2 separate regions of the Sus scrofa genome follow, and region 2 is linked to region 1. Evidence: chromatin contacts called from public Hi-C data. All regions are on one chromosome and are shown on one strand. Each heading gives the region's core, a stretch centred on a gene start, on an enhancer-like site or on the middle of the called end of the contact. The rest is flanking DNA. Distances are from core to core; before and after follow the strand shown.

Region 1 (3,750 bases), core at 734-3,233:
TGCATTTTCAATAAAAATTTTCTTTTTCTGTAATTTTTCATCTTAATCAAATCTTTAATCAAAGCTTGATTTATTCATGTCATTTTGATCAACTTTCCAATAATTGAAAGACGATTCAAAATTTTAATATTTTGATCCCAGGAAAAAGTTTTAAATTAAATATTAGAGTATATATAGCTTCAGATAATAAATAATAGGACTTTCCATTATAAATGTGAATTACATTAGGATAAAATTCTGTGTAGAGTGTTAACAAAATTTCAAGAAGGCAGAGTGTTGTAAAATGTCTGACTGCTTTTATTTATTCGTCTTTTTAGGGCCTCATGAGGCTAGGGGTCGAATAGGGGCTGTAGCCGCCAGCCTACACCACAGCCACAGCCAAGCTGGATCAGAGTTGCATCTGCGATCTAGCGATCTACACCACAGCTCAGAGTTGTGAATCCTTAACCCGCTGAGAGGGGCCAGACATCGTACCCACGTCGTCATGGATACTAGCTGGGTTCTTTAACCACTGAGCCACAAGGGGCACTCCGCCTTTACAGTCATTTTTGAGACCTCAGGGAGAACCTTCGAATCCTGTGGATTGGAAACTGGTCTACAGAGTATTTCCCTTTACAACAGGCATTCTTGAACTTGGAACCCATGAGAGAATCTGAGGGATTCAAAAACTTTAGGAGAAAAAAAAAAGTCTTTATTTCCACTAACCTTTCAATTAAATGTTTCCTTCAACTACAGATGCAGGCAATGAGCAGAGTGGTATTAGCAGTTACTGTTAGCGTCACCAATAAAAATCAGCTTCTTATCACAGTATAGTCACAAGCATCTCAAGATATCATTTATGCCCTTTACTACTTTGAAATAATGGTAGTTTATTAGATTTGGTGCTAGTTCCTATTATTTAATGTAAGGAAGCATATATATAACTATATACACACGTATAAATCTATTGGCACATAACAAAGTTAGTTTTAATATTCTGTAACTATCTCAACGTAATTTCTTTTGTAATCCTATTTCATTTTGAGCTTAAAATTGCTCTGAGACGGGGGTCTGTAAGCCTCACCGGCTTGCCAAAGGGGTCATTGGCGGGCACACACGCACGCGACTAAAATCACCCTGGCACGAATACAGACAGAAAGATCATGAAAGAGCTACTAGTGTACCATGAAGCAATTTATAGACGCCACTGATTATCTGAAAAACTGTAACTTAGGGCTCGATAACTGGGGAACTTTTAGGAGCAACCAAGAACATCAATTTAAGGAGGGGGAGATGGAGAGCGAGAAGAATGTTTTTCAGAAACCCCTGGCGCCCAGCGTTAAGCAGTGAGGATAGGAGAGGCCCACTTCTGCCTGGTACCGCGTTACAAGGCCGACAAAACGGACAAACCCACTTCCAGTTGACTGAAGCTTTGGTCCCTCCCCACCTTATTCCTTTTTACTCCCCGGCCCGGCTCAAACGGACACACTCGAGACAGGCAGGGGAACACAATCCTTAAACGCCTGAATCAAAGCGCTCTCTCTCAGAAACTTATGTCCCGGCATTTCGCCAATCTCCAACTCCTAGGGGTTTAGCGTGCTTGAGCTGGCTCCTTTCCTCGGGTCACCTGGGGATGCTGCAGCGGCGGACTGAGAAGTTTCACAACAAGTTAGAAGCCATCGCTGGCCAGCTCGGGGTTCCTGCTACTCCAGACCGGCAGATCACTTCCTTCCTCGTCCGCCGGGGATGGTTTTGATTCAGGACATGCTGACTTTGCTTGGCAGCCCCTTTACCCTAAAAACCCTAAACGTGCGTCCCTTTAAGACCCCGGGTTCTAGAACCGAACCCTCCAGCTATGCCTCAAACTCCGCCTCCTTCTCTGCGGCCCGGGCAACACTCCGCTCGGCTCCCGAGAGCGGCGCCTTTGGCTTACGTCGCAGCGCGTGATTGGCCGCCTCTCCCTGGCGGGCCGGGATTGGCCGGCGGCCGGCCCCGCCCCTCGCCCCCGCCCAGGCCCGCGGCCGCCCGGGTGTCCTCGCGCCGCCTGTCCGCGCGCAGCCTGGCAGTTTGCCTCTTCCTCGCCCTCCAGCCTGCGTCCATGGCCACCGCCGCGACCGAGGAGCCCTTCCCCTTCCACGGCCTCCTCCCAAAGAAAGAGACCGGGGCCGCTTCCTTCCTCTGCCGCTACCCGGAGTATGACGGGCGGGGGGTGCTCATCGCCGTCCTGGACACCGGGGTCGACCCCGGGGCTCCGGGCATGCAGGTGCGGCAGCCGCCGAGGGCCCGGGCGCGGGGGCGCGGGCGGCCAGCCGGCGGGCGGGCGGGCCGGGGACGCGGCGTCGGAGCCCCGCAGGCCGAAGCCCGCTCTGCGGCGGAGGGGGACCAGGGCGCCGGAAAGAGGTGAAGGGCAGGGCGGGCGCGGGGGCCCGGCGGAGGGCGACGGCCCGGGGCCCGGGAGCCCCGGCTGGGCCGTGATCCCGGCCCAGATAAAAGCTGCGTGCCCCGCGGGGTTGGTCGGGGCTCCCGGGTGCGTCTGTCGCCCGGGAAGCCCCTTCCTCCCAGGCGCTGCCAGGCCAGGGCCCTCAGGCCCCTGTCCACCTCGCCAGCTTCCTCGCGGGTTCCTCGTGTCTCCGGAACCCACTCACCCCGTGCCTGTTATTTGCAAACGAGATTTCACAGTTTTATTATTTACGGGAGGGTGGGGGTGGGGAGGAGATAGGGGCAAATGACCCATGTGAACTTCCTTTTTTATCGCTGCCGTTCGGGAGATTTGGTTTGGGGAGGAATGGTTTATCTTGAAAGGCAAGAGCCGGCTTTCAAGAAGACAACTCAGTCAACTTCCGGAATTGTTTCCTCTGGTAGTTTTATGTGTTCTATTTTTAAATCCTCTTCTGCAGTGTGCTTGTTTAGGGTCATTGAAAACGCATGGCTTAGTCTTTGTTTGACACAAGAACCCAGTCGAGTTTGTTTTTGGCGAACTCTTCAGACGGCATTAAATTATGCTTTTGTATTTTTATTTTTCAGCCTCAAAATGTAAGACAGCACTTTATGATTTTTTAAAATTACCCCGTTTTGCCTCAGGCACCTTTGAAATCGCTAGGTCAAGGTACCATCCCAAAGGTCGTTTTAAAACATGTGTCTTTCCATTGAAAGCATTCTCATTAAAGTCTTCAAAGTTTGACTTTTTTGAATTCAGCCTCAGCCTTTTACTGAAAGCCAGTAATAAACAGAATCCCACCGCTGTTCAGGATCCACCTCCCCAAAGTCTAACCTGGGCTAATCCTCCTGTGTGCTGTCTGTCCCTTGTATCAGTCCCTTCATCTGTATTTCTTCAAAAGCTGAAGTTTAATAATCGCCCCCACACCTCGTCCCCATCTTTTATTGTGTGTGCTCTCTAGTAATTGAGGTAGCATTTTGGAAGTTAGGGTGTCATGCAGGGGAAAAAGGGACCCAGTTTGGCTGACTCAGTAGGGAATCCCTCTAGGAATCTTACTTCCTCCTGTTCATTCTTCGAGTCTGGCACGCCTCTTGGTGGCCCTGCCAGACAGCTCTGGTGCCTCAGGAGAGGGGCAGGTGATGGGTCCCTTGCGGCTGGCCCTAGCGGTACAGTTGTGTTCCTGAGACAGGGCAGGGCCATCACCTCATTGAGGCTTCATTACAGGGTAGTGAGGGTTTCCATTCTGTTGCGGTGTATGTTTACTTTTTATAGGGCCAAGTGGGAGGAGAACAGCTGGGATAAGTGGTTCACTGGCTCTTTTGTCAGGATAATAA
Region 2 (3,750 bases), core at 407-2,906, 44 kb after region 1:
GTTCATGACTTTGCAGCCCAGGAGGCCTAGCAGGTCTCCGAGAGGCAGCCCCAGCCCCAGCCCCAGCCCCAGCTTCAAGCCTTCAGTGACACACATATACAGCCCTTGGCATGGCGCCTGGCAGGACCCTCCTGCGTGAGGGCAGGAACATCTGTGGACAAAACCTGACCTTCAGCACTGTTAGGGATGAGTGCCCTAGTGTTGGGATCTGATAATGTCAGGACTTCTAGTTGACAATTGAAAATGCTTTTATCATGAAAAGATTACCTTTAGGAGTTTGTGCTGTGGCTCATCAGGTTAGGAGCCCAGCTAGTGTCCAGGGGGGTCCAGCATTGCCATGGGCTGTGGAGTGGGTTGCAGACACAGCTCGGATTTGGCGTTGCTGTGGCAGTGGCATAGGCCGGCCACTGCAGCTCCGATTTGACCCCTAGCCTGGGAGCTTCCATGTGCCCCAGGCGCGGCCCTAGAGAGAAAAAAGGAGAAGAAGAAGAAGATTACCTTTGTAATACTGTAAAATTGAGCACTATGTATTGCTGTGGTTCTGTCAATAAAGAATTACGTTGATGTTAATGATTAAAATATTATAGCATGTACTGCAGAGTGACAGTGTCCATTTGTCACTTACTGTGATATGTTACAGATTTTGCTGATTATAGTTTTGTCTCATTTAAGTGAACTCTTGAATCTTATGCAATTGTCTGATTACAGTCCACTGAGTGCAAAAACAAAGCCTTTAGGATCAAGAGATGTTTTGCCAAATAATCGTCAGCTCTATGAGATGATCCTGACATACAACTTTCATCAAGTAAGTGTTTGTATAACCAAGTATACCCTAAAAAGATAAATAAATAAAGTATATGTACCCTTATAATCACCTTTGTTTTATGATTCATAAAATCCAAAAATGAAAGAATAGTGTATTTAGTGTTTGTATACACACATATATGACATAGAATCAAGTAATTAACACTGATTAACATAATTATTCTGGAGTTCCCATCGTGGCTCAGTGGTTAACGAACCTGACTAGGAACCATGAGGTTGTGGGTTTGATCCCTGGCCTCGCTCAGTGGGTTAAGGATCTGGCATTGCCGTGAGCTGTGGTGTAGGTCACAGACGCAGCTCAGATCTGGCGTGGCTGTGGCTGTGGCGTGGGCTGGCAGCTGTAGCTCCAATTGGACCTCTAGCCTGGGAACCTCCATATGCTGCAGGTGTGGCCCTTAAAAGCCAAAAAAAGAAAAAAGAAAAAAAAAAAAAAGAAACCGCATAAACCACGTCAAGTAATCAGTCTTATTCTTTTACAGCCCAAGAGTGGGGAGGTCACTCCAAGCTGCCCCCTGCTTTGTGAATTATTATACGAGTCAGAATTTGACAGCCAGCTGTGGATTATATTTGACCAGAACAAAAGACAGATGGGTTCCGGCGATGCCTATCCTCATCAGGTATCAAGTGGGCAGTGACTCAGAATTAACAGAACTAGTACACTGCAGGTGGTTGGTGGGGTAACGTCCCTGGTTTGAAATGCTGGTGTGGCTGTGCACTTGGTGCATGGAGCCGCTGCTCGTGGCCCAGCCGTCTGCTGTAGAACAACCATGACGGCTTCTCAGCCTACAGTTCGGCTGAATCAGGCGCTGGGCTCGAGGAGCGCCAGGGTCACGCTCGCAGGTGCTGGCCGGCAGAGCTTTTATTTTTAGTATTTCTCCTTCTTACCCGGTGCTTGTTCCCATCTGATCGCTGAAAGCAAATCACCCTGATATATGAGTACCTCGATGCGATCCCATGACTGAACTGGGTCCAGAACAAGGCGACCCTGCCAGGTGTCTACAGTTTATTAGAACTTTGAAATATATTTCTTCTTGGTCAGCTGTGTAGTGAGCACTTAGTGTATGCCAGGCACTGTGCCTGTCACTGTTGTGTTGAAGGGAAAAACAAATCTTTTAATCATGTAATTTATAGAAATCTTATCCCTGATTAAAGTGTTATGACAGAAATGAGGTATTTCCTGTGACATTCACAATTTTATGCTAAATAATAGAAGTAATTTATGCAGAGTGTTTTTAGTTAGTCGTTCGATGAATAATTTCCTTTTTTCCTCAAAGCGAGGCCCAGTCATGTCTCCTCAGTACAGACTGGATTATTACAGTGCCATTACTACTTTGGTTGCTTTTAAGATCTTGGGAGAAACTGCTGTTGCAGAATACAGTGTTCCATCCTCTTGAGCAGGTTAACTAGACGGAGCTTGGTGGATTTGTATTCCTTGATCCCCACTGGCTCCCTCTTTCCTGTCTGCAGCAGAGGGGTGTGGCATTTTGATTATAATCCAAAGCCTATCAGTCATATGTGTGTGTATGTTGGTCTTGGATACACAGCACCTTAGTTTTGCTAATTTTTGGTGGTGTTTTATACGTGTCCATGAAGACCCCTGAACTAGAAAATCTTTGCCTTTATCAGTCTTGAGCAGACAGGGATTTAGCTTGGCGTGTAGGAGTGAGTAGCCTGTTGTGGGACGAATGAGGGCTTGGGAGCCAGAGCTGCCTTCAGCCCCCTTATCTACTCTGTACGTGACCTTGGCCAGGTTACCTGACACCCCAGGTCCTGCTTGCTTCCCTGCAGTCGAGACCACGTGCATGTAGAAGTAGGTGTAGTAACTGGCCCTGAACCTCATGTACCGTAAGCAGCCTGTAAGTGGTAATTCTTACTGTTTATCCTCTGACTGTAATTTTCACTTACCCAGCTAAACTCTTCCCAAATGTTTTCTCTTTTGTAGTATTCTTTGAAACTGGAGAAAGGAGATTATACAATTCGACTACAGATTCGTCATGAGCAAATCAGTGATTTGGAGCGTCTTAAAGATCTTCCGTTTATTGTTTCTCATAGGTTGTCTAATACCTTGAGCTTAGATATTCATGAAAATCATAGCCTTGCACTTCTAGGGAAGAAGAAATCAAGTAACTTGACATTGCCACCCAAATATAACCAGCCGTTCTTTGTTACTTCCTTACCTGATGACAAGTAAGTGATGGTAACATTGCTTATACTCGCTGTCCGTCTTCTGCTCTGATCTCAGAATGCTAGTTCATTACATCAGCCTAAGCTTACAGGATCTTGTCATTTGCCATTTGAGACTAAGGTAATTTTTCCCTTTGGTTTTTGAAATCTCAGCTGTGGGAATTCTTCAGAATGCACGTGCTTTTTTTTTTTCCCCTGGAATTATCTTAGTAAACGTTTCCCTTTTGTTCCTTTTCTCCTCTTTTGACTCTTAGGATACCTAAAGGGGCAGGACCGGGTTGCTACCTTTCAGGATCCTTAACGTTGTCAAAGACCGAACTTGGAAAGAAAGCCGTAAGTATCAGGGTTTATTACCCTCAAGTTACATTTTCCAGGATTTTCGTTTCTTTAAAAATGGGAATTAATTCTACCTTTCATAGTGGGTAAAAGAGAAGATCTTGGGGGAGGAGGAATCGACTTTTTTCCCAGGTTACTAGTAAGAGTCAATTAACATTCGATTTGTGTTTTTGTATATTTAGTATTCTTTTTCCCAAGCCTAAGTGTTTGGGCCTTGACCATGTCCTACCTTGCATGGCTAACACACTCGAACTTCCCTTGAAACGTGTGGATCCAAATCAGACTTGGCTTAAGTGAGTGGGATGTTTAAAATTAGAGAATTCATAACATTTTAACTGTCGTAATATTGTGGTATGGGAATAAATCAGATCTTTCTTGGCTTACTTCTAAAAAGCAGGACAGTTA

Evidence for each region. A called contact is a pair of places that touch in the nucleus more often than the background predicts.
Region 2: a Hi-C map of skeletal muscle shows a contact between it and region 1, with 3 times the contacts expected there. The contact joins the enhancer-like site here to the promoter of TPP2 in region 1. A contact is called at or near these places in 1 of 5 promoter capture datasets (liver), 7 of 47 Hi-C or Micro-C datasets (differentiating spermatogonia, embryonic fibroblasts, epiblast stem cells and 2 more) and 1 of 2 datasets of contacts at active chromatin or transcription factors (skeletal muscle).

What each region holds. Positions count from the first base shown.
Region 1 is chr11:70,941,159-70,944,908 of Sscrofa11.1, forward strand. It overlaps TPP2 (tripeptidyl-peptidase 2), which reads left to right and starts at 1,984. Exons shown (of 30, transcript XR_002336739.1): 1 at 1,984-2,242.
Region 2 is chr11:70,985,190-70,988,939 of Sscrofa11.1, forward strand. TPP2 (tripeptidyl-peptidase 2) reads left to right here. Exons shown (of 30, transcript XR_002336739.1): 21 at 709-805; 22 at 1,305-1,442; 23 at 2,768-3,012; 24 at 3,264-3,342. Among named protein-coding and RNA genes, the nearest start is that of METTL21C, 35 kb to the right of the region's middle. Within about 2 kb of position 1,657, at least 2 of the 83 cell types and tissues checked have an H3K27ac peak or open chromatin away from gene starts, as enhancers often do. A contact at or near this core is called in skeletal muscle, where this site is marked.